6 separate regions of the Mus musculus genome follow, and regions 1, 2, 4, 5 and 6 are each linked to region 3. A link is a contact called in public Hi-C and HiChIP or PLAC-seq data. All regions are on one chromosome and are shown on one strand. Each heading gives the region's core, a stretch centred on a gene start, on an enhancer-like site or on the middle of the called end of the contact. The rest is flanking DNA. Distances are from core to core; before and after follow the strand shown.

What was found. A called contact is a pair of places that touch in the nucleus more often than the background predicts. HiChIP or PLAC-seq counts read pairs in DNA pulled down with a chosen protein or histone mark.
Region 1: a Hi-C map of double positive thymocytes shows a contact between it and region 3, with 3 times the contacts expected there. The contact joins two enhancer-like sites.
Region 2: a contact with region 3 is called in an H3K27ac HiChIP or PLAC-seq map of double positive thymocytes, with 4 times the contacts expected there. The contact joins two enhancer-like sites. A contact is called at or near these places in 1 of 484 Hi-C or Micro-C datasets (DN3 thymocytes) and 1 of 115 datasets of contacts at active chromatin or transcription factors (double positive thymocytes).
Region 4: a Hi-C map of CD8 T cells shows a contact between it and region 3, with 3 times the contacts expected there. The contact joins two enhancer-like sites. A contact is called at or near these places in 1 of 39 promoter capture datasets (the C10 cell line), 1 of 15 datasets of contacts at CTCF or cohesin (pro-B cells), 16 of 484 Hi-C or Micro-C datasets (B cells, the C10 cell line, CD4 T cells and 8 more) and 1 of 115 datasets of contacts at active chromatin or transcription factors (double positive thymocytes).
Region 5: a contact with region 3 is called in an H3K27ac HiChIP or PLAC-seq map of double positive thymocytes, with 4 times the contacts expected there. The contact joins two enhancer-like sites.
Region 6: a contact with region 3 is called in a Hi-C map of pre-B cells, with 2.2 times the contacts expected there. The contact joins two enhancer-like sites. A contact is called at or near these places in 2 of 484 Hi-C or Micro-C datasets (the C10 cell line and pre-B cells) and 2 of 115 datasets of contacts at active chromatin or transcription factors (large pre-B cells and memory CD8 T cells).

The regions. Positions count from the first base shown.
Region 1 is chr17:52,215,293-52,219,394 of GRCm38.p6, forward strand. No RefSeq gene overlaps it. Among named protein-coding and RNA genes, the nearest start is that of Gm19585, 68 kb to the left of the region's middle. Within about 2 kb of position 2,364, at least 9 of the 459 cell types and tissues checked have an H3K27ac peak or open chromatin away from gene starts, as enhancers often do. A contact at or near this core is called in double positive thymocytes, where this site is marked.
Region 2 is chr17:52,275,634-52,280,091 of GRCm38.p6, forward strand. No RefSeq gene overlaps it. Among named protein-coding and RNA genes, the nearest start is that of Gm41600, 27 kb to the right of the region's middle. Within about 2 kb of position 3,023, at least 14 of the 459 cell types and tissues checked have an H3K27ac peak or open chromatin away from gene starts, as enhancers often do. A contact at or near this core is called in double positive thymocytes, where this site is marked.
Region 3 is chr17:51,902,433-51,906,528 of GRCm38.p6, forward strand. Gm20098 (predicted gene, 20098) reads left to right here. Exons shown (of 3, transcript NR_045095.1): 2 at 3,059-3,448. Among named protein-coding and RNA genes, the nearest start is that of Gm20098, 22 kb to the left of the region's middle. Within about 2 kb of position 1,734, at least 50 of the 459 cell types and tissues checked have an H3K27ac peak or open chromatin away from gene starts, as enhancers often do. A contact at or near this core is called in B cells, CD8 T cells, double positive thymocytes and 3 more, where this site is marked.
Region 4 is chr17:52,180,829-52,185,289 of GRCm38.p6, forward strand. No RefSeq gene overlaps it. Among named protein-coding and RNA genes, the nearest start is that of Gm19585, 34 kb to the left of the region's middle. Within about 2 kb of position 2,098, at least 20 of the 459 cell types and tissues checked have an H3K27ac peak or open chromatin away from gene starts, as enhancers often do. A contact at or near this core is called in B cells, CD8 T cells, double positive thymocytes and 1 more, where this site is marked.
Region 5 is chr17:52,247,698-52,252,220 of GRCm38.p6, forward strand. No RefSeq gene overlaps it. Among named protein-coding and RNA genes, the nearest start is that of Gm41600, 55 kb to the right of the region's middle. Within about 2 kb of position 1,689, at least 13 of the 459 cell types and tissues checked have an H3K27ac peak or open chromatin away from gene starts, as enhancers often do. A contact at or near this core is called in double positive thymocytes, where this site is marked.
Region 6 is chr17:51,406,904-51,411,277 of GRCm38.p6, forward strand. No RefSeq gene overlaps it. Among named protein-coding and RNA genes, the nearest start is that of C330011F03Rik, 39 kb to the right of the region's middle. Within about 2 kb of position 1,593, at least 90 of the 459 cell types and tissues checked have an H3K27ac peak or open chromatin away from gene starts, as enhancers often do. A contact at or near this core is called in memory CD8 T cells and pre-B cells, where this site is marked.

The DNA.
Region 1 (4,102 bases), core at 1,114-3,613, 310 kb after region 3:
TGGCTGGCCACTCACATTGACTCATGTGGCAATTAGGAAGATTATCCAAGATCACACCATGTCTTCATGATGCCTGCACTCATACTTTTTAACCTCATGGTTGATTTATCCTCATCTCCAAAATAAAAAGACCCAGCTATACTACTTATGGATGGAGATCATACACACAGTCAGTGAATAAACAACTTAAGCCAAACAACTCTTCAAGGCTGAAGGGATGAAATAAGACAATCAAGCTGTGTTTCTACCATAGAGTTTACACATAGTCTTTGTCTCTAACAGTAGATACTAAGGATGATTTTTGACTCTACTACAATCACACATCTGGAAAAGTCTGGGGATATATTTTCTTTGCTGTTTAAGAAGTAGGAGGTGTTTGGCTACTAGAACACAGTGGATAGATGAACCTTAACCTACAATCCACAGGGAAGCCTCCAATGGAGGAACTATAGAAAGCACCCAAGGAACTAAAGGGAATTGCAACCCTATAGGTGGAACAACAATATGAACTAAGCAGTACCCCGGAGCTCTTGTCTCTAGCTGCATATGTATGAAAAGATGGCCTAGTCGGCCATCACTGCAAAGAGAGGCCCATTGGACTTGCAAACTTTATATGCCCCAGTACAGGGGAACTCCAGGGCCAAAAAGGGGGAGTGGGTGGGTAGGGGAGTGGGGGTGGGTGGGTATGGGGGACTTTTGGTATAGCATTGGAAATGTAAATGAGCTAAATACCTAATAAAAAGTGGAAAAAACAAACAAACAAACAAACAAAAAAACAAAGAAGTATGTGCCCTGAGATGCCAACAGAGCCAAGAATGACAGATGTTGAAAGAGAGGTGCTTGAAAGAGGTAGCATGAAAATAGACATTTGTCTTTGTTGGTCACCTGTTATCGTGAGTAAAACCTCTGACAAAACATCAGAGGAGAAACAACTCCTCTGTTAATATCCATCATGAGAGGAAATCAAGGCAGTGTGAACTTGAAGTGGCTGGTCACATCCCTAGGCTAGAGTGGAGCGAAAATGAATGCACACATGCTTATGTTCATCTTGCTTTCTTCACTATTACACAGTCCTAGATCTCAGCAGGTGAATGGCATCACTCACAGAGGGATGCTCTTTCCACCTTAATTATGTAATCAAGCTCTGCTCCCGTCCTGACATGTCGAATGGCCAACCTAATCTATATAAGCCTTCCTCGAGACTCCCATCTTAGGTGACTTTAGTTTGTGTAAAGTTGACAGTTAAAACTAATCATCATGCCATAAAAAGGTAAAACTGTTGAAAAGGCCAGCAAGGTAGCCCAGATATAAATTTTCACCTATTTGATTTCTGAGACTATTATTGCAACTCTGCTCCAAAGTTTCTCAGCTAGCTAATGGTGCCCTGATTAATAACTCTACTGGGAATGAATAGAAATCCCTGTTTAAAAACAGAGACATACACAAGACACATTTCCCTGAATCATCTGGAGCAGAAGTTACTATTATTAGAGCTCCAGAAACACCATTCTACAACCAATGTTTCATCTTGTGATGCTCATAAAAATCTTCCTGACCTCAGAGTTCAAGGTGATGGTTTTGCCTGTCAGGTATTCAGGGATCAAATATTCTGTCACAGATATCCCTCCTATGAAGATACTGAAGAAATGAAAACATGGGCTTATTTAAGGTTGATTAAATAACATTATGCATCTATAAGAGGCAGAATTTCCCCACCTTACCTCCTCAAAGATACCCATGTGCCAAGCTTGAGAACTTGTGGCAAGGTGACTAAGCAAATGTGAGGAAGAGAAAGACCTCAGAGATAGGGCTATCCCGTGTCATGTGTGGGATCCAAAGCAATCAAAATGCTTTGAGAGCAGAAGGGGAAGGCAGTCAAAGTGAGAGACTTGTCTCACCACTGACTAGGGTAACAGGGAAAGAGGCTACAAGAGAGGCACGTAAGAACAGAGCCTTCACAGAGTCCAAAGAAAGGAACACAGCCCTGACAGTGCTTTGATTTTAGCTTGGAGAAACCTGTGACAACCTACAACCTTAAAGAACTACAAGTTAATGATTTAGGATTGGCAAACCATTATACGAGGCAGGGTTCTCTAGAGGAACGGACTGAAAGAATGTTCAGGTACTATAAGAGACTCTTTTAGATTGGCTTACAACTCTAGGGGCTGGTAGTCCAGCAATGACTATCAGCACACTGGAGAGACTGAAGACCTGAGAGTTGCTTCCATGAAGCTGGGCACCTCTGTACTTCCAAGCTGGTGCTGGGGTCTGGGGTTCACATGGAGGGTTCAGCACTTCCTGGAAAGGACCATGAAGACAGTTAGCAGTCATTGGAGGGTGAAAGCAGCAGCTACAGTTGAGCAAGTTCAGTAAGAAAGAGGGCAGGCAGGAAACACTTGCTGCTTTCCCAGTCTCTAGAGCAGTGGTTCTCAGGGTCATGTATCTGCTATTTACATTATAAGTCATAACAGTAACAAAATTACAGTTATGAAGTAGCAACAAAGTAGTTTTATGGTTGAAGGCCACCACAGCATGTGGAACTGTATTGAAGGAGGTTGAGAACTGCTGCTCTAGAAGAACATATCCCCATGTTCTACACTGGTTCTGATCCATGATTTGCTTGAGGCTCCTCGGACACTGCAGGTATTAGGGGCTGGTAATGGAGCCACCCACATGAATATTTTAATATTTTTAGATCCACAAGAAATGGGATTCTGGCATGCATTTGGGCATGGCAGAGTGGATGTTGGAAAGTAGTGACTTGGACAAAGAAGATAATGAGGAAATGCAAGGAACACATTCAGCCATTTAGCTCACCTCTCCCAGGTTCCTGGTCTGATTTTCTGGAGCAGTAGTGTCCAGCAGAATCCCAAAGGAAAGTACATACGAGATTTTAATTTTTAAAAAATCATTTTACATGTATACATATCTTGCCTGCATGCATAGTGTATAGTGTTCTCTCTCCCCCCCTCTCCCTCTCTCTCTCATGTGTGCATGTGTGTGTGTGTGTGTGTGTGTGTGTGTGTGTGTGCCTGAAGAGCCCAGAAAGAGGGGTTAGATATTCTGAATTGGAAATTACAGATGGTTTTGGGCCATCGGGTGGGTGCTAGGAATGGAACCTAAGACTCTATAAAAATAGCCAGTGCTCTTAACTGTGAGACATCTCTCCTGCTCTACACATGGAATTTTGAATGTTAAACAATCAATGTAAAACATCAAGAAAGGTGCAAAATCCACTTTAACAATTTACTTGCCCTAATGTATCTATCACATTATGATTTGAACAGTCAATGTAAAATGTCTGGAGTATGTCATGTAAGTTTTCCCACTGAATCTTTGAAATCTGGTGAGCCATCTGATGCTTAAGGCACACTTCAACTTGAACTAGACATCTTCTACCTCATATGAGCCCAGAGTGGCTGCCGTGGTACACTTCATGGCACTAGGGTTGGGCTCAACATGACTTAATCGAGTTGGGAAAAGTTATTTTGAAGGAGAAAGTTGGAATATTTGCAGCGTTTGGAGTGTTGCTACAGATGCCAGGTGATACAGGCATTCCAAGTGGGACAAGCGATAAGTCTTCCCAGGTTTATTTGATCTCAGAGGCAGAATCTGGCAGGGCTAGTGGAGATGGTGGTTTTGAGAAGAACACCATAGCTGCCACATACCCAGTGTCTGCCCTCAGATGGACAAAGGCAGCATGCTTCACTGGGGGTTCAGGGTGGGAAAAATGGACTGAGAACTTTCGTTCAGTGCACAGATATTTTGTCCCCCACTTTTACTGGTAGTTTCCATTATAGAAGAGCCTTACATTGGCTTCTAAATCATTATCTTTTGAAGAAACTAATTTTAGTAGATAGAGACATACCAGCAGACTAAGAAGATTTAATCATTTTCTTATCATAAAAGGTAGCAGGTAGCCAGTCAAAGGAGTGTTTATTGATTTTTCCCCACATATCTGATGTATGTACATATTTATGTATGTATGTATGTATGTATGTATGTATGTATGTATGTATATATGTGTATCATAGGTTACCTTTGGAAGTTAGAGGACAACTTTTAGGGCTTGTTTCTTGCCTTCCATCATGTATGTTTTGGG
Region 2 (4,458 bases), core at 1,773-4,272, 370 kb after region 3:
AAGTGACCATTGGAAAGCAGAGGGGAGTGACCTATAACCCTTTCCCTCTACATCGTTGGATTCCATGGGACCCACCTAGTTCCTCCGTGATCTCCTTTTTCTTAGAAGACTGGATGCCGTACATCTCATCTGACACTCCCTCATCCATGGATTGGTTTTCAAGCTTCCTTAACTTTCCATGTGAAAAGATGAAAGAGAATATCCAAGAAAAAAGACCTTTTAGGTTGTGTAGCATTCTGAGTATTATGGTGAAGTCTTGGCTGCCCCACTCTCTCCCACTCAGGATAGGATCACCTGCTGTTATCTACACTGCTTGTGTTGTCTGTCCATCAGTATCTCCTATTAAACCATTTGTGAAGGTTCTGCTGTGCTGTGCTCAAAAAGTTTACTGTACTGAATAAGTACAGTAAGACCCCAAAGGGCAAAAATAGAAGTCTTGGGAATGCAAAGTAGGCAAAAGTGAAAGTGTAAAGTAATTTTTTAAGAGACAGAGGAAAAATGTGTGTGTGTGTGTGTGTGTGTGTGTGTGTGTGTGTGAGAGAGAGAGAGAGAGAGAGAGAGAGAGAGAGAGAGAGATGTTTGCAGAACTTTTGCTATTATAAATTGATATAACTGCCTTATTTTGTTTATTATAGCAGTTGTTAATGCATTAGTGTACTTAACGTATAAATTAAACTCTCTCATAGGTTTATATGTATAGGAAAAATAATTTTATGTAATTGTATATGTAGGGGATAGTGCCAGTCATCTATTGGATAAATCTTGTGGTGTGTTCTTGAGGAAGTCTTAAGATTCTCTATCCCAATCTCTACATTGTCATTATTCTTTTTTCTTTCTTTTTTTTAGTTTACTGGAAGCTGTCTTGCCAAAAAGCTTGTGTTGACCTCCTAATCTTCCTGATTCTGCCTCCTTATTGCTATGCATACAGGATCTACCTGCATGAGTGGGCCACAAAAATAACTATTGAACATCCATCTCTGGTGTGATTTCTCAGAAGGCTGCTCTGATGTTTCCAGGATTTGCTTCATCCTTTGAGTATTGCTGAGCACACAGCACTTCCATACCACTCTCCTATGATATTTGTCTTTCCACTTATTGTTGAACCCTTCCAGAGGAGAAAGGACTTGACCTTCATGTATTTATGATTTATTTCTTAGTCTCAAAAACCAATCTCACCTACAGTAAGAGTCTTTAGGGTAAATAAATAAAAACAGTGAAAAGCTAGCAGTGTACCAGGGTCAGATAACCCAGTGGGAGGGCGAGAAACCTGAGTTTAAGAACCATGGGAAGAAGCATCATGCAAGACATATGTTCTTGACGATTTCTTTCATAATCTTATTTAAAAAACAGTTTGGACACAGAAGAGGATGCTCACAGTCAGCTATTGGATGGATCACAGGGCCCCCAATGGAGAAGCTACAGAAAATACCCAAGGAACTAATGGGATCTGCAACCCTCTAGGTGGAACAACATTATGAACTAACCAGTACCCCGGAGCTCTTGACTCTAGCTGCATATGTATCAAAAGATGGCCTAGTCGGCCATCACTGGAAAGAGAGGCCTATTGGACTTGCAAACTTTATATGCCCCAGTACAGGGGAATGCCAGGGCCAAAAAGGGGGAGTGGGGGAGGTAGGGTAGTGGGGGGATAGGGTAGTGGGGGGGAGGGTATGGAGGACTTTTGGGATAGCATTGGAAATGTAAATGAGGAAAATACCTAATAAAAATATAAAAAAAACAGTTTGGAGAAAACATCGAAGCTATTGGGATTCTTTGATTTGTCTCAATGAGTTTAGATGTCCTGTGCATTGTTTTCAATTGTATAGGTAGGTCCATCATATTTCCTAAAAATATAAACTCATTCCTGAAATCCCCTTTAACTTGTATCCATCAACAGTTTGACTCATCCAAAGTGTTAAACAACTACTGTTGGCCAGACTTTATGTTAAGCAATGACTATTTCAAGAAAAGTTACTGTTTAACTTCAGTCTCTATGGGTTTCTATATAAAAGTTCCCTTTGTTACTTGAACTTTTTCAGGTTCTCGGTACTAGGTACTCCACCAGGGACAGACTGTAGAAACAATGGCACTCAAATGTAGCTCACCAAACCATTGAGTTTGATTGGGGCTAGTTACAGGAATGGGGCTGAGAAGAGAAGACAGAACTGTGTCCCAAACTGTTGACTGTGTGACTCCCACAAGGAAAGGGGCCTCATTCCTGAGCTCTCATGGAGTGTCTTGTGTGCTTAGCTTGGGCTTCTTCCTTTTTGTGACCCAATCTTGTGCTGAGCTCTGATTCTGAGACAGGATTGGTTACTTCAAGCCTAGAGTACAGAGATACTCAAGTAAGCTTGGTTTTTTTTTTTTTTTTTCCTTTGTGTTAGCCACTTTCATATCACTGTGAGCAAAACATCTGACAAAAATAACTCAAAAGAGGAATCATTTATTTTGGCTCAATTCTGGCCCCCGGATTCCTGAAAGTTTCCATGTGTAGTGAGTTGGCTCCATGTCCGTTAGTAAAACATCCTGGCACTGATATGTGTAATTACACTGTTCACACTGAGGTGAACTAGGAACCACACAGATGAGGACTGGAACTTGTGTTCTATCCCTAGTGACTTACTTCACCAGCAAGACACCACTCCTGGAGATTCCACTGCATCTTGATATGGTAGGATGGGCATTTAAAATGGGTATTTCAGATTTAAACCACACTGGTCCCAGTCCCTAAAGGATGGGCTGTAAATCCTAACACATGCAGGTGCTGATTTTTTTTTTAAATTATTATTCGTTTCTTGACCATTTCAACCTCTCCATATATTTGGGAATATATCTGTTTAATAAAAGTTCTCAGTAGCTCAGTTTGGCTGTCTGGTGATATTTATAGCAGCAGACCCAAACTTGTCTAAACTTTTTGTTTTTAATTGTGCTTCCAAGAAGCACAATCATGGATCATGGTTGTTAAGGCACAAAGCTGCGCTGTACAGATAGCAGTGGAAGGGGCTTGTTTCCTTTGGTGCCTCCAGCGATGAGAGGAAGAGGGAGATAGCGATCTATGACCATGGTGTTCTTCAGCTAGCATGTGAAGAATGTTAACACTTTTGTCAATGTCAGTTGATTAATGGACCAACCCCTTTTGGTTGATATACTTAAAAATGTGCAGGTGTTGCGGTGTGGGAATGTGCTTTGTTTTGGGTTGGGAGAGAAGCAGCTCAGAGGAGGATTTGTTTTGGTTTTTTTTTTTTTTTTCAACTGCATACCTGAAGGTATGTGAAAAAAAATTAAAAAATAAAAAGGAACCAAACCATGTGCCTTTATGATGAGATCAGTTTCGTCAGAGTCTTTTACAGAGGGTGACCATCTCCTGGTTGTTATAGCTGGGGACAGTAGGCCTAAACCACAGTGGGCACCTCTTTAAAATGAAGCCCTCTCCCACCAGTGTTCAGGATAATGCACACACTCTAATGTGGACAAGCAAAGGAAAGAATGCAACTTTTTCTTTCTAGTAAAAGCTGGTAGTTGGGCTGGTGAGATGGCTCAGTGGATAAAGACATTTATTGTCTAGTCTGATGACCAACTGTACTCATTGGATTTGTTAATCTTAATGTACTGAAAACAATGGCAGTTCCAATTCAAGGATATCCCCATACTGTTTCCATCACTAGTGCCATGCCTATCAAACCAAATGGAGGGTGGTGGTCATGAATCAACTGAGAAACATGGCCAGCTGGGCTGAGGTCTTATGTATTATTGATTCATTTCCTCTTCTTTCTCTTCCTTTGTGATTTCCTCTTGCCTTTTCATGTTGGCTGCATACATTCCTGTTGAATAAGTGCCAATAATATGGTAAAACTCACTCAAAGGAAAGCGTGTCTTCCAGACACAATAGAATTGTCATATGTGTATGACACACACATAAATATGAAAACACAGAGATTGTGGCAGCATGCACACGGTCTGCACAGGTTTCAGCCAGATGGAGTCCCACTGCTGAGTAGGGAAGGGGATACTGACTCCCATTCATAACCAAGGAGATATTCCACTGACGTCTATTTGCAAAGGAAAACTTACTTTTTTTCCAATAGAGTCTCACTGTAGATATTAACCACACTTAAGAGTGGGTGCTATGTCCAGCATCTGATGAGCAACACAAAAGAAACTCAATGGTAGAGGGTTTTTGTTGTTGTTGTTGTTTTTGTTTGATTGTTTGTTTTGGTTTTTTTTTGTCTCATATTTTTTGATTTGGACAAGTCTCACTAATCTTTTTTTTTTTTTTAAATGTTATGGCTTCCAGTTTTGTGTTTCTATATCTTTTGTTGTGTGTGTTTCTTGTGTGTTGTTTTTTCCATTTTTACTATTCTAGTTTGGTTTTTATTTTACTTTCTGCTTTTTTAAAGAGTGAGAGAAAGGAAGGGCATTGAGTTGGATGGGTGGGGAAATTGGAAGGATCTGAGAGAC
Region 3 (4,096 bases), core at 484-2,983:
TCAAACATACACATTCACACACATATACTCACACACTCACTTATTCACACACACTGGCATACATATACTCACATATAAATTCACACAGATATACATTTTGCCTATAAGTGCAGCATAGTCTCTAGAGTATCATGTTTTTCATAGTTAGTGATTTATATATTGCATACATACCAGAGTATATGCATACTCGTGGAAGTCAGAGGACAACTTATGGAATCAGTTTTCCTTTTCACCACATAGATTTCCTGTATGAAACTGTCGTTTTTAAAGGCTCTTCTAAGTCCTTTATCTCTTTGCTGTGTGTCTAAACTGTGTTTTTATTCTCTGGACCTGCAGGAACCCCAGTGTGAATGGCCACTAACACTCTGCTTCACTTCTTTGGTCCCCATATGTGATATATTCAGAAAGATTGTGTTCTCTTCCCCTGAAGATCTTAAAAAGACAGTCAAGAAACTTGCTTATTCTGGTCAGAATTTTCCTGGTTCAAAGCCATGATTTCTGTGTCTTTATTAAGAAAGAATGCCCAGCAATAGATCACCAATACTCGAGGAACACAGTGGTATTTTTGTCTCATTTTGCTTTACTTGGACTTTTTTTTTTGTCTTATCAGTCTTTTGTTTGCTTATTTTAATTTCTATTTTGTGAGGATTTTTTTTGTACATGTGAATTTCTTTTGGTTTTGTTTGCTTATTTTAAAAGGAGAAAGAGATAAGGAATGCAAAGTTGGGAGGGGAGAAATTGAGGGAGGGGGAAACACCATCAAAATATATCATATGAAAAATGTTTTAATTAAAAAAAGTTTTCAGCTGTGGTGGTGCAGGGTGGTAGGATTTGCTGAATGCAATAGGATCAGGAGTTCAAGGCCAGCCTGGAATATGTGATTTTTTAGCCAGGTGGTGATGGTATGCCTTATTAATCCCAGCACTCAGCAGGCAGAGGTAGGTGGATCTCTGTGAGTTTGAGGCCAGCCTGATCTACACAGTGAGTTCCAGGACAGTCAGGGGTAAATAGTGAGACCCTGTCTCAAAGTTCTCACCCTCCAAAAAATATTAGAAAGAAAGAGAGAAAGAAAGAAAGAAAGAAAGAAAGAAAGAGAGAGAGAGAGAGAAAGAGAGAGAAAGAGAGAAAGAGAGAAAGAAAGAAAGAAAGAAAGAAAGAGAAGAGAGAGAGAAAGAAAGGAAGAAAGGAACAAAGAAAGAAGGAAAGAAAGAAAAGAAGGAAAAGAAAACCTTGCTTTGACCCAAGAATCAAGTGACTTTCACAAAATAGTTTGGAGATTGGGACAGAAATGAGATGACCTGGGACATGTTCAGGTCTCTTCCAGAGGGACAGAACTAGCTTGAGCTCATCTTTTGAAAACCAAATAGGCATTCCTATTTTCAAGTAATTGTGAAGATGCCTGGAGTAAGACTCTAGTTCTAGAAAATTCGTTATAGTTACACTAAACTGTGGCTCATGAACCATGAGCAGGTTTCACAGGAGCCTTGCAGAACAACTTTTCTTTTCAGAGGCTACATGCCTTGTGAGGCTCAGATGGTGGTATGCTGGGAATTCCAAGATGATGTCATGGGTACCCAAAACACGTAGTGAGGCAGGCATGATGCCATCTGTGCTTTCTGGGTGTCATTTCTGACAAGGAATCTGAGCTTTCTGGAAGGAAGGATGCACATCAGGGTACACAGAGACTCATGCTATAGTGACTTCCGCTCTGTAGCACATGCACAGCTTCCTGTTTTGGTCTGATAGTTTTCCCCTGGGCTTTCAGAGACGCAAAATTACCCACACAGAGATAGGTTGCCCATGAAGAGAGCATATGTCTTATTTTTGGAAGCTTTCTTTAACAGTATCTTTGTTATTTTGTTTTATAAACCCTGTTTCCTCTTGTATTTTATATCATATCTTGACAGTAATTTCACCCAACCTTGAGGACTCCTCTTTCTCCCTCTTAAGGCTTTTATTTCTTGGCATTTTTCCCCCCATCATCTGTAGGAAATGTTCTTGTTACTGTTTTATTTATTTATAATATTAATGGCCTTATTCAGGTCTTACCATACATGTTTTTATTTCATTGGGTCAACCATTTGAAACTACTTGAGAATGTCTCAAGTGAGGTAACCAAAGATGCCTTCAACATACTCTCTGCTTCCAAGTTGTGTAGAGTTCGGGTGGGAAACTATGTGTGTAAAAACAGTAGTAAAAATAAAAGATGATTTCTCCTACGGGGGGAAGGAAGGAGGGTCACACAGATTTGCCATGTGCTTCGTGGCCACTGTGTTCATTGGTGAAGGGCCTGTGTAAACATTTTGTTCAGGCTTTCCCCATTGGATTTGATTGTTTAATTATAGACATTTTTTCATATAGCCTCTGTGTGTGTGTGTGTGTGTGTGTGTGTGTGTGTGTGTGTGTGTGTGTGAGTGTGCATGTGGAGGTCAGAGGACAACCTCAGTGATGGTTCTGCTCTTTGACTGGCTGGCCTGTGAACATCTAGAATTCCTCCAGTCTCTGATTCCTGTTTCCTGATGGATGAACAGGCACACAACTGAGTCTTCCTCTTAGGTAGGCTTTAGAGGTCTGAACTCAGTTCCTCATGCTGGCCTGCCTTCTCTTTTACCCACTAAGTCACCTCCTCATACTCTGCCTTTTGTTTTCTCTTCTTTTTCCTTTGTTGACACAGGGTCTTACTATGTAACTCTCACTGGATAGAGCAGGCTGACGTCAAAGTCACAGATACCTGCCTGCCCCTGATGCCTGAGTGCTAAGGTTAAAAATGTGTACCACCGTACCTGGTTTCTTTTTGTTTGTTTTGTGTTTTTGATATCTAATGCTTTCTGAGCCTTGTTGTAAAGTTACTGAGATACACTCCTGTGTTTTCTCCAATGTCTACGTTTACATATATCAAAAAAAAATACAAATTAAAACCAATGTGTTATTAATATATACTTGCTAGAATGATAGAGTTATAACATATTGTGAGTGAAAATATGAAATGAGAAAGCATGATGAGATTTATTCTGGTATGCATGCGCCTCACCCAAGTCTTTGGTATTTATACTTTTAGATCTTATCCAGAAGGAATGAAAACATCTATTAAGAAAACTTGTACATGTCTATAGCATCCTCGTCATGGGCTGGGATGCCCATGAATAGAAAGTGGACACACATTCGGTTACCTGTATAGTGGAATCTAACCTGCGCTGGAGAACTACCCTCAAAGTACAGGGTTAAAAAGACTTTCCACAAGGGAGTCTTCTACATGTTTTCTTTTGTACCAGCTTCTAGAGTTGACAGAAACTTACCCACGATGAAGCAAACTGCAGGCATCTGCAGTGGTCTTCACATTCAGCTGGTGGCCCCCACTCATATGCTGTCATCTCAATTCCCTGTGACAACACTTGATGGAGACCAGCCACTAGAGAATAGTCAAGAGGACAGAGATCTCCTCTTTGAGGTCAGTGCCCTTTATTTCAGAGATCTGCCCTCCTCCTCCCACTGTGAGGACACAGTACGAAGGTGAGCATTTGGATCACTATGTCTGCTGCCACTTGGATCTTGGACTTATCAGACTCAAGAATCGTGAGGAGTAGGTATCTTTGTCACACGACTTGTGGATTCTGTTACAGCAGCCCTATGCTGACTGCAATGAGGAACACTGACTGGATAAGCACTTGGAAGTGTTCTTTACCCTGACAAGTTTGTGAGTTACTGAGGGAGTCTATTGCTCAACACTCAGTGAAGGTACATTTGCGATTCATACACTGCATTACATGTAAATAATATCTCCATAGAAACCATGAGTACAGTCTTAGGTGGCAGGTTTTGGCAACTAATTGGATAGGACTATGTTACATTGTTTAAGTGTGCAGTTTGTATAAAGTGTCCTAAAGTCACAGCGGGAAGATGTCTTAGCTGTGATAATTTGGGGAGTGACATACCCTTCTTGGACTCAAGGTTTCCCTTCCCAGAACTGAAGCAGTATTTTCTATCAGTTGATGCTCTAGGAAGGTGTGCAGGAGGCTTATGACAAGGGCTGACACAATGTGTTGAGAAATTAATGCCACTTGAATAATTTCTACCATTCTTTTTCTGCTTTGTTTGT
Region 4 (4,461 bases), core at 848-3,347, 280 kb after region 3:
TCATCAGAGAAGTCTCTGTGTATCATGGACAATATTTGGTACAGAAACTCACAACTGGTCAGAGTGCACAGAAAAATGGCTGTAGAGGACTCAGCCAGGAAGGAGACATGTATATCAGCTTCCTCCCCACAAGGCTTAAGAAGCATCACAGAAGAGGAGAAGAAAAGATTGTGGGAGGCAGAGTTCAGAGACTACCAAAGCCAAACAGTGTATTCTTGATATGAAAAGACCACTGCATTTATGAAGTCACAACTTGTAATTGCCTGTACAAGATCTATGTAAGATCAATCCTGTCAACCTCCAGTATAGTCTATCCATAACTGAAGAGCTATGAACAGTTGATTGTGTCTTGGGAAGAGAAATTCAGTTTTCATTAAGGATGATAGTCCCTAGCAGGTCAACCATGCTCCAGTGAATGACCCCACAACTAGGAATATATGAGGGATACAAATTGGACTTGAAGGGCTATTTAAGCAAACACACACACACACACACACACACACACACACACACACACACACTCACACGCACACGCACATGCACACACAGTTGGAGGTGAGATAGTGAGGTGGGTCAATTTGGAATGAGTTGGTGGAAGAGTAGGTCATGGATATGATCAAAATATATTGTATGGAATTCTCAAAGACTTACTGAAATGTTTGTAACATTAAATAAAATCATTACTCAAGGAAATCAAATGAGGAAAGGAAACCAGGGATTTGTTTGGAGTTATTTTGCCTTTGTAGCTATGTGAAAGTCTCAGAGATTGCTTGTCAAGAAAGTCTTTTGGAGGGCTTTCCATGGTGCAATATTTAATATTTAGAATTAAAGCCTGGGGAAGGAAATATTATTGTTGAGTAGGAAAAATAAATTTAAAGTTGAAATTGTCCTTAAATGCACCATTTACTTTTTGAGAATCCATGCCACCTAGTACTTCACAGCTCAACCTCTTCTGTGAGTATGTTGGAGGTAACCTTCCTGAAGGAAGAGGCCATATGTTATGCCCATTGTGATGTTTAGGGTTTAGATTTGTTCCCATGGTCCTTCAGTTTTCTTTAGGATGCATCTCTCAGCAGGTGTGCCCACTGAGGAGTCTGAAAAACGATCTGACTTTGAACAGCTGCTTGCTTGACTAGAGCCAAGTTTTCTTGATTTATTCTGAGTCTGCTCCATTCTTGGGCTGCTAGTCTCTACTATGCCCAATCCACACACCCCTTGCCTCTCTCATATGTGATTCCTTTTTGAAATTCAAATGTAGGAGACTCACTCAGTTATATTGTTCTCATGATCTGTTTTACAATCTTGTCTCTCAGTCTTTTTGGTTAGTCCTTAAAGCCACACTTGGGCATTATCCCTCTCTACAAGCCTACTTCAGACAAAGTTAATTATTCCTCCATCTGAGGGACATTATCACCTCATTCATATTTGTTGTGCTTTTTGGAGGAGACTGCCTCATTGTTAAATATCCATTTGCCAACATACAAGATATCATGATATTCCATTGTTTCTATTACTTAGTTGAGGAGCTGCCATGGGGTAGAGATCTTGGGCAAGTGCAAAATTGAATGGCTGAGTAAACGAAAGCAAAGTTATCTGGTTCTTGAGGGATTGAACACAAAGCTTAGATCCTCTGGTTACCTTATTACCATAGACATTTAAAATATTCAATACACTTTGCTTCCAGGCCTATAAAAATTTCTGTTTGTCATCTCCCACAGAGTTGACTCTTGGGCTATGACTAATTACATGTGAATATTAGTAGATAGAAAAAAATCAAATTTTTAATTGGATGGATTCCAATCATAGCCACAAATATTTTACAACCATAGACTAAGTGTATTTATGTGAATGTGATACGTAAATTTGTATGAACCTATATATGCTATAATTTAGTATAAGTAAACCATCAAATACACTCAAGTTCTTCCTTCGAAGGAGTCACTTGAATGCAAACTCAACTCTAACCAGGAAACCAAAAGCATTTAGAGGGCAGTGCTTAGTCAGCCTGGACCAACTTGTTCTACCTGTTAGGGACAGAGTCCTGATGAAGTCCCCATGTTCAGGGAGTTGTTTCTGGAGTAGCAAGAAGCATTCTGTGTCTCCCCCTGCTGGTTGATGGAATGACTAAAGGGAGCAACCCCTTAGGACTCCTCACGGTCATGACCTTACAGCCTGTGCCATCTGGTCATTGGCTTCTGTGAACTTTTAATGAGGAAAGTTGATGTCGAGTTCACATCAGGTTATTTCCTCTCATCCCCAGCTTGCAAACTCTGCTTAATTAGCATTCTGCATTTCTTAACAATTCTAACTTCACATCCCACTGAAATAAAGCATTAGGAAACCCTCTCCTTGCATATTTTAATTCCAGGCTATCACTACATTTTGATTAGATTAAAATTGTTTTTAAAAGCCTGTGTTTGAAAATAATCTGCAGGGTTACCGCAAAGGATATTGCTTCCTCTAGTCAACCAGCCACCAAGAGACACGAAGAAAGAAAAGTATAACGCCAAGTAAGGTGATTCCACAAGATATTTGGAAGAGGAAAGAATTATCTACAATTTGTTTGTATTATCTCATTAACTGTACTTGGTAATTATATATCAAAAGAATTTGAAAAAGGTTTTTGTTGTGAGTATTTTAGTTTACAAAGAAGGCATTGCATAATAAATGGCTTACAAAGCAGAAAAGGTTCTCACCAAATGGTGACAGTTAAAATTAGAAACCAAAGTGGTACCATTATCAGCTATGAAGTGAAGACATCAGAGCAGAGAGTAGAAAGACAGAGAGACAGAGAGAGAGAGAGAGAGAGAGAGAGAGGGAGGGAGAGGGAGAGGGAGAAAGAGAGACAGAGACAGAGACAGAGACAGAGAGAGGCTGAAAGACAGGAAATGAGACAGAGATAGAGGAGGATCTCCATAAGCTAAATGTGCTCAGTCCTAAGTAATAAATGCTTCCATCAGAGGCTTTAGAGAAGAAGGTGGACAGTTTAGACTCATTCTGTGCCATTCTAATTGCTGAACTGGGAAGATAGCACATGAGACAAACACAGAGATGTAGGTGAGTTGGGAGATGACCAAGGTGAGAGAAAACTGGACTGGATTAGTAACAGTAAAAGCACTAAGATGTGATTGTAGATATTTGAAAACATGGTGTACATTTGCTTGTTGATTACATGCATGGTAGAAAGAAGGAGAAAAACCAAGTCCATGTACAGGATGTGGCACCTTAGCAAACACTTGGGTAGAGAGAGCTGGGAGGGGCAGAATTAATTTTAAATTTAAATATAGTATTTTGATTAATTCTTTCAAAGATTTATGCATGCACATAATATATTTTAATCAGCCCTACCCCTGACCACTCTCCTCCCCCTAACTTCATTCTTCTGTTTTTTGCTGTTATTATTTGTCATAAGCCTCAGAATACAGTTCATGCTGCCTGTATTTGCACAGATATGGGACCACCCACTGGAATGTGGTATTGACTGACCAGCATCTATAGCCTAGAAGAAAATTGACTCTTGACTCCTAGCAACTATCACCTGTTAATATCTCCACAGCAGAGGCTGGGGACTCATATCCTCTGACCTACCCCTATCTTGGGATGCTGCCTAGCTTGATCTTGTGCAGATCTTGCTGAGGTGACCACAGCTTCTGTGAGCTCATGAGTACAATGGTCTTATCATGTCCAGAAGACACTGTTTTGATCTAGTTTTCTCCAAAAAAACCCTGGCTCTTAGGATATTTCTTATTTCTCTTTGAAAACTGTGCCTGAGCCTTGCTGGAGAAGTGTGATATTGATGTCCAATTTGTAGCCGAGGACTTCATATATGCTTCCTCTCTGTAAGGAGCAGTTGTGAGTTCTGAGCTGACTGCTCTCCACTGCAGAAGAGTGGTAGGCTTTTGTAAGTGGGCAGTAGTTTGCCCAAGGCTCCATTTTCCACCTAAAAGTCAAGATAGCTTTTCCAGTCAATGAAGTGCTGCAAAGTGCTGTGGGTGTCACGAATCTAGTTATAGATAACATGAATGGCCCAGAACTTGTTGTCAGACTCTCCAAATGAAACCTTAAGGAAACACGTGAGTGCCAGGACCAAAGTGAGGGACACTGCAGCTTTCCAAGGTCAGAGAGAGAGAAGTTGAAGCATAAGGAAAATCTATCAAAGGAGACATAAAGCATATGATTAGTGAGACAAGGAAAAGCAGGGAGAACATAAAGGAAATGTACGTTTGAAGAGAGAGCTGGGTAGCGTGATGAATACCTACACTTCTAGCAAATGGAAGGCTGAGGCAGGAAAGTCTCAAGGTTGAGATCAGTCAGTGCTGACTGCATAGCAAGGGCAGATGTACAAGGGCTAGTTGATCAGGTAGGCAAAGGAAGAGATGTGGGCATTGGATTTGACACATGGATGTCATTTGTACTTTTGATAAGAACTTTGTATCAGGTACTAGAACCAACTCTGACTAG
Region 5 (4,523 bases), core at 439-2,938, 350 kb after region 3:
GGTTGCATAGGAGGTTGCATAGGAGGTTTGCATAGGAGGGTTTGTTTCTGGGTTTTAGTTCTGTTTCATTATTTGGGTCGATTTAGATTTCTACTGACATGGTTTCGGTGAAATGCAGGAATTTTATTCCTGTACAGCTCCATTCCTCTTCTCATTCCTGTGCTCATTGCTGTGAATACTATATCACCAGACACTGCAAGCCAATGCATTTTTATAATTATGTTTTTAGAAAGCTTAGAAGAAGAAAGGAGAGCGAGTCTATATATGAAAAATGTTACATAAAGCTTCTCATTTAGCTCTCCTTGTCAGTTCATTTTTGTCTGCAGCTCCTGACTGACGGTGTGTACTCATCTCTACTGATGCTCTTCATTTGTGAAATGTGTGTGAGTTAGGAGTGAGGTCACTGGTCTTTATCCTTTAGAGCTTTTGGGTTTCTTTCCTTTTACTCATTGCTTTAATACTTTTTTTATTTATTTGTTTGGTTTGTGTATATATGTGTGTGTTTGTGTGTGAGTGTGTCTATGGGTGAAAATATGTGGGTCTGCCTGCAGTGGTGTGCATAAAGATATCAGAGGAAAAAGATTTTTTTTTCTAACATGTCGGTCCTGGGGATTGAACTCACTTATCAGGTTTTTCTTGAGAGAAGGTCTTATTGCATCTCTCAAGCTTCCCTGGAATTTATTATATATGTGAGACTTCTTTAAACTAATGGTCTTCCTGCCTCTGCTTTTCAAGTGCTAGGATCCTAAAGTCATGCACTCTTTAGTATTTCATGTAAAATGGGCTAGATAGAATTTTTTTTTTCTTTCAGGGTTTGTTTATCATAGAAGGTAGCCATGTTCATAGGTGTGTTTGAAAGGCCATTTTGTAGTGTTGGTCTTAATGATCAACAGTTTCAATTATTTTTTTGGCATCCACTGATTCAGATGGAAGGTCAACTGTCCATCTTTGGGTTTAAATTTCACCCACTCTTTTTCTCCAGCTCTGTTCAAGGGAGTCTTCTTATGTAAAGACAAAAAGCCACAGCAGGAGAGAGTCCATCCTTTCCTTGAAACTGTATTTTAAGCTGCTAACCTTTTGAAAGACTGCTGTCTCCTGTCCCTGGAGGAAGCAAAAAATTAATGTCCTTGGAGCGATAAGGGCCCCACCCTTGAGCACTAGGAAAGAGATGACCAAGTATTTCCAGCAATCAAAAATAGACATAACAGCTGTGGTTAGCTTGCAACAACCGGAAAGGACTGGTCCCAATAATAGGATGAGTTATTCCTTCCCAGGTCAAAGATGCCCTTTTCCAGATGTATGGTCTCTCCTTTTTGTCTGAACAAACGTTATCAGTTTGAAGGTTAAGGTTCCTTTACCCCTTTACCCAGTCATGTAACTCCAAGGCTTGAAAGCCCTAGCGTGTGCATTTTTCCCTATATAAGTCCTAAGTTCCTAGACCTGAGCATTGCATTCCAACCCTGTTGCACAAGGAGGGTTGTGGCCTGAGTCCAAACTCAAATAAAAAGACTCTTGTATGCTTGCATCAATTAGAGTTGTGGTCTCTGGTGATCTCACAGAGATCTCACCAACTGGGCATAACACTTATTTTTGTCTTCATAGGTTTACATATGGTGTGCATAGATGTGAAGCCCTTTGTTGTGTCTGTTTGTGGCTTCTTTAACTTTGTGAGTGTGCAGATGAACTCTTTTTTAAATGGATTTTGGGCAGTTTCAGTCTTTTAAGTTTTAGTTTCATTTTTACTCTCTCCTATCCTAGTAGCACCTGCTGTGTTAGTATATGCTATAGTGATCATAATTCCCATAGGAGATACCCATTTTTTTAGGCTCTTCATCCTCTGTGTTCCTCCGATTGAGCCATTCTGTTGATCTGATTTGAGGCACTCTAATGTCTTTTGCTGCCAACTCTGCTCTACAACGGAGCTGCTGTGTGACTCTTTACTAAGATTACTTTTACGATTATTTTAACTATTACCACTACATTCTACCATTTTCTATTGGGAAATTATTTCTATTTCTTTATGGGTTGACATTTATATGTTGACATTTCATTAAAGTATAATCAGACAAATCTGTCCTTTGTTCTCTTAGCGTAGTTTCCTTTAGTTCTTTGAGTATGGTTATCATGGCTACTTTGGTATTTTCATATATTAAATGTAACACACAAACCATTTGATTTAACTTCTTATGTATGTATATGTGTATGTATGTATGTATATATGTGTGTGCATCTGTGTGTGTGTGAAAAGAAGATACATACACACATATGTGACACTTGCTAGATTTTTTTTTTGTATTCATCTTTTCAGTGAAAAGTAGACATTATAGATAGCATAGACATTCTAGCTCCTGGTTCTCCTGATCTCAACATTACGATTGTGTTTGCCTGACCTTTAGTTCTGTTGTTAAGCAACAGAGGAATGGAATCTATGAGGTCTCTCCCAGCCACAGAATGTAGCCTAAGAATTGTTTCTTACAAGGTCACCCCAATCCTTATCATTCTGCCACCTGCAGAGATGACAGCGCTTCAACCTAGGCTCTCCTGCATCATCATCTCTTTCTGATTTCTCTGCTAGGCTTCTTACTTGATGGCTTGCATCATATCCTAGTTGTCTGCTATTACCCAATGATTGTCAGCCTTGGCACTGTTGTGTGTAATAAGGCCCCTGGTCATACCTTACCCCTTTGTCTTGCTGATTAACTTGGGGGTTATTTTAAAAGATCATTTTCTATGGCCTGTCTGAGAGGGTTGCTGAGACACTCAGAACTTCTGCTATCGTGTTCCATGCTTACTTCTCAGTGGTTTAATGTTTTACTTGCTGTTAGCATGCATGAGTTCATGCACGAGTGTGAATGGAGGTGCCCATATTCCAGTGAAAGCCATCAGATCTCCCGAAGCAGGAGTTACAGGCAGTTGTGACTTATCCAGTGTGGGTCTGAGGATCAAACCAGATCGACAAGAGCAGTACACATTCTTATCTGCTGAGCCAACTCTCCAGCTCCATTCTTTTCCTTAAAAAAAAAACAAAAAACAAAAAACTATAAACATCTTAGCAGATACCTCAAAGATAGCTAATAGTGAAAATTAGATTCGATATTTAATGAAAATTACTTCTTTAGTAGCTACTCAATAAAATAAATTTCTTTCTATTTCCTCCCTACCCTTGAGACATAGACTCATGTGACCAACATCAGAAATCTATCACTCTCCCTATTCCTTTGGTGAATGCTGACGTCGATTTTCAGGAATTCAGTAGTTATAGAGGATTTTTCTGACTGTGGCAAGGGGTTACTTCCTGAAATATTTGCTGAGCAGATGCACACTGATAGATCTGAAGTAAGAAGTAGAGCAGCACTCTACATTTGCATAATTAACAAAACACTGGCAAGTGGCCCTGTGCATAATTTAAAAAATGTTAATTCACTATTGTTTAACTTGACCCTGGAAAATATAAAATGGAAATATTTTCTTATAAAAATCACTTTTCTTCTGCTTTATGAACATTGTGTTTTGTTGTTTCATATCTCCTCCTGCTTTCCATCTCATAAGGATAAAATTTTCATAAACATGGTGGAGAGATGAATTTACAGATGAACTTATTTTGATGTTCTGAAGTATTGGGTTCATTGAAAATAGCAGAGTAAAAAAAAAAAAACATTAAGCATATCTAGATTTCAAATTTCCATTCCTCAAATGTACATAGAATAACATCTCTTAAGAAACTGGCAAACTCCTGCACTGTCAACATATCCCACTCCCTACAGCTCTGTGGTACTGCACCACCATGACTCATTGTTTATACTCTCATCCCAACAGGACCATGAGTACAAGGTCTGTTTTTCCCACATGGAGATATTTCTGAGAAGGAAGTCTTTTTGAAAAATATATAGTCTGTCTCTTTCTCAGCTAGACATCCTGAAAATCATCTGTTTAAATCTGATCAATGGAAGCAATGAGTGCATATGCCTGAAGGGCCCTGTTTGGCTTTGAGATCTGGCATATCCCTACTTCAGCATAATACCATGTATGATAGAATATTTTCATATATTTATCTCAAAATGCATGGAATGAGATTCCTTTTGTGTCAAATTAATTATTCTGTGTAGCTAGAATGAGGTGGGAAGAGAGAAAAGATGAATCTCAGATGGGAGGGATGGAATAGGGATGAGAGTCTTTAGCAAAGCTTGGAAAGGGACAGGAACCGGCATACAAATGGAGCAGAAGTACACAGAACAGGAGGACCTGACAGTAAAAATATCTTTCACCTAGAGACACATCATCTTCAAGATCCACATGATCCCAGAGCAACAAGACTTCAGGTATAAGTGACTATGGACCAAAATTCACACCAAACTGTTTTGTGTGGGCGTTTTTCATATAGGATGACATGTAGGCAGCACAAATGTGCTGAATATAAGTAGTTGTTTCAATAAAGAAATTAAATCATTCAGTAAGTCAGCAAAACTCCTAACAAATGTAATTCTCTGTGGATCTTCTCAGGGCCTTGTTGACTAATCTCAAAA
Region 6 (4,374 bases), core at 343-2,842, 500 kb before region 3:
GCATGGACTGGTCTACACACCACACACACACACACACACACACACACACACACACACTCAACACAAAATAAGATGAAACGGTTGTGGTAAATCACACTCAACTCAAAGATTTGCTTCCCATACTGCAGAAATGTAGAAGTCCAACGTTAAGAGTAATAAAAATTTATGAAGTGACAAGTTGGACACGGGTGGGTTTATCTGAGGGTTCAGGGGTCTTATTTTAAGGCCAGAGCCCCCAGGTGCTCTTCTTCCTCTTTGCAAGTGACAGTTGTGGTTGCGCAAGGACTTGGGCTGTCCCTGGTGAACTGTTAACCAGGCTGGAACAAGCAGCCACATGTGCCTGTGGATTTCCTCTCAGCTCTACTGAGGAGGCAGCAGATGGTGTTGGGGGGAGCATGGTGGCTGTTGGCTGGGCCAGCTTTTGAGTAGTGCTAATTCTGACTTCCGCCCTCCATCTTCCACACATTGTTTTTGATTTCTGTCTGATAATTCTCCTTTGGACACACATTTTGTCTGGGGGAAGGGGTTGGACAAGATGGGTCTCTAGAACTGGACGTCATCCTACTTTTCAATGACTCCTAATCGGGAGGATGCTTTTATACTTGGTCTTTGGGGAGCATCAGAGGCCACTTACTTTTCCCCATTTGTACTGATAAAAGCTCACTGGTGACACAATGAATTAGACAGCCATGTTTAACCTCTTTAGGGTCACTGCCAATCTGAGAAGGTCTTTAAACTGCTTTTCCTCTTGATAGAACACCATACTACATTGATTCTGACATTGATTGCACCCTGGACAAAGTCACAATGACTTCTTATAGCTCAAGGATAAAGTCTCTATTCCATTCTGCCTTCCCCAGTCTGGACTTTTCTTCTTAGCCATGTATCCCATTTTCTGCACCAACAAGACGGGTGAACTCACTGTCTCAATGCCCATAAATCCCATCCATGGTGTGCCCTGTACAGAGCTCTGAATGCTGGTCACACATGTTTATTTTCCTCTCTGAACTCACTAGTGGGAGCTGGTGGGAGCTAACCCACCCCAACCTTCTAGTGATCCCTTCCAACCTCTTTTAGCAAATCCTTGAACACCTTATCACCATCACCATGTCCTCATCTGGGCCTATCTCTCAAGCTTTGATAATTTAAGTTCTCCTCCCTCAAGGAAGACTATAAGCTCCTAGAAGGCAAAGATATCTGACCCATACCACAGTGCTCTGCAGGTCAATAAACAACTAAAGTGTATTATGAAGAACCCAACTAGTATAGAAGGAATTATAATTTTTCTTAAAGATGACCTTGAAGATCTCACACTTGAAAATTCCAATAACACCAGCAATCTGTGTACTTGAAATCGATAAACTTAGTCATGAGTAGACTTTTGTACCAGCCTGGTTTGGAACACACAGTCAGTGTTCCAAACGCACGGTGGGAGGAACCTCTCCAAGGGTCGCAGAAACGGGGCTGTGTTCCTATCGCTGCTGTAAACTAGCTCTGGTGTTGCCCATGAGTGAAGCTGTACTCTTGGAAGCTCTGATCTCTCATCTGTGTGAAGCAGAGTATACTCAGCCTAGATAACAGAAAGACAGGATGAGGCTGGGCCATAATGGTGTGTGGCTCATGCTGTTGTCTAAGTTTAAACCTTGATGCCTGTTTCCTGTTTTCTCTCCATGACACTGCCCCTCCCCCTCCTATTCCCCTCCCCCTCTCCCTTCCGTTTCCCTTTCACTTTAAGTGTCAGCAAGACTGATAGCGATCTCCCTTTCTTTTCATTTCTTCTCTTGTTCTAACCACACTTCAGTGTGTCCTCTTTAGATAAACATTTCTCCTGCCACAGGTGCAAAATGTACACACAAGCTTCAGTTTGTAGCACTTCCAGGATTTTTCACTAAAAATGGAGGTGCGGTGGGGTGGTGGGGTGGTGGGGGGACTCTTTGACCCATGAATACATTTTCTTGTAATTAAACAGTGTGTCTCCACTAAAGAGTGCCAAGCTTTTCATAAGCATGGCTCCACTCATCTCTCATCTCCTGTCAGCTATTAGGGCTTTAGGGTGTGGCTGAGAAGATGTCCATTGAGCCAACCCATGGGACGACTGGGAAATTGAGACTTGGAGCACTCAGCAATTTGTCCTAGGGGTTTGACTGTGCCTTGTAGAGTTGGGGAGTGAAACGTGGGGCATGAGTTTCTGGCCCCTTCTCTAACTGCAAGCAGGGAAACAAGTCTGTGCAGGGTCTCAGGAAGAGAACCGATCCCAGTACAGGCACGAAAGGGTGCTGCCTGAGGATTAGGGAGTGATGAGTGAGGCTGGCCTTAGGATCTGACTGGAGACAGGCGAAGGAAAGAGGATTTCTCTGATTGAAGACCTTTCTAGACAAAGAAAAGGGAAAGCTTCCATTCTTCAAGACAAAAAGAGGTTTAAAAATACATATACAGGCCACTTTTAACTGTGTGGTGGTGTCCAGTGCTAACTACCAAGCTGCATTTATATGCTTCCGATATCCCAGCATCTCTCTGAGGTCTAGTTAGAAATGGATTTATCAGGAAGCTAATAGAGCTTAAGTACCTACCTGTACCCCTTAAAACTCTGGAACGCCTTGGTAATCGGCTCACATGGTATCGCTTGCAGATTGTGAAAGTAGGGATTTCTCGTTTTTTCTTGCTTTTGTCAAGAAAGTAAAATACATTAGACTTTTGTTGTTCATTTGATACATAACTTTAAAGGTACTTAGTGTGTGGGCAATATGCATTCTTGTTTCAGATGCTAATAAATGAGCTGTATTTCATTTCAACTTGTATTTTTTTAAGAGCACTCCCCATCTTGTTCCAAACATTTAGAAATTAATCCCTAGAATCAGCATTTCCCAAAAATACCAAGTTGTTTCTCCTGGCAAGGACACATGTAGGGCCTCTGGCTGGCATCGTGAGGTACAGGTAGAGGGCCGTTGTGTGAGTGTTCTGTCTTCCTTGCTGTCTCTCTCTCTCTCTCTCTCTGTGTGTGTGTGTGTGTCTGTCTCTGTCTCTCTCTCTGTCTCTGTCTCTCTCTCTGTCTCTGTCTCTGTCTCTCTCTCTCTGTCTCTGTCTGTCTCTGTCTCTCTCTCTCTCTGTCTCTCTCTCTCTCTCTCTCTCTCTCTCTCTCTCTCTCTCTCTCTCTGTGTCCTGCTGCCCTCCTCTGGGTTTCTTTTCTTCTCCCCCACCTCAAAGCCTGCAAGTCTGAACCACAGGCATCCGCTAACAGCATCACAAGGCTCTTGCTGGGAGACCTCCTCAGGATGGGTCAAGGTCAAGGTCAAGATTCCTTCTGAGTGTCGCGGCTTGGTAAAGCAGAGTAGAATATTTGGGGATATTATTTGTATCAGACTAAATCTGTTTAGGAAAGAGGTTTCAAACAACAACAACAACAATGGGGACTAGGTATTGACAGATATAATTCAGAAAGTTTTGAGTTTTGGTCAGTGGTACCAAGCTAATTGCTAGGTGGTTCCAGTTCTGGTAAGAACCTGATCTTGAAGCCTGTTAATCATTCAGGTTCCTTGGTAAGGCCAGGGAGATTTTAAACTGAAGATGCCCAGAGAGTGGACCAGGAAACACCTGGTCCTGTAGTGAGTGAGTGGTTAATAGAACCTCGGGGAAGAACTCCTTCTGATGCTCAGAAGGATGGCACAACTTCCAGTTAAAGGCCTGGAGGTTAAAAAGATGGAAGTGGAGTCTTTTTGAGGCAGCAGGCCTTGTGGTTAAGACCATTATACCAATGTTGTTTGGGTTTGATTCCCAGCAACTCCAGGTAACCTAGGGCAAGAAGCCTACCCTCTCTTGGCGTGGTTTTCTCCTCTATAAAATGAGGATGATATTAAATTTTCATAGAGTTTTTTCCTCATGAGTTAGTCTATATAATACACTTAGTATATCATGCCATATGCTATTATTATTCTTTCAATAAGATGAAACTTGCTCATAGTGAACTTTCCCTAGAAATACTAATAATACTAATTTTAGGACACTGGTAGAGAAAATGGTGTTTCAAGAGTGCCTAAAGATACACTGAAGGAAGCTTATGGAAAAGTAAAATAATTTGAACAGTCTGCTTTCTCCAGCTAGCTATAGACCAGCACAGACCAGTAAGCGCTGAAAAGGTCCTCCCACAGACCAAGGCTAACTGAGCTAGGTACACAATGCAATACGTCCTTTCTGTCTGCAGGCAGTGAGGCCCTGTGAATACCATAGAGGGATTCTTCCAGGAAACGCCATATTCAACACTAACACACCTGCTTCATACACCCTGAGCTCCAAATGGCGAAAACAAGTAAAAAAAAAAATTGATTTAAATTATGCAGGTGGAGGGTAATTAAATATTGATATAATAATTATTAAATT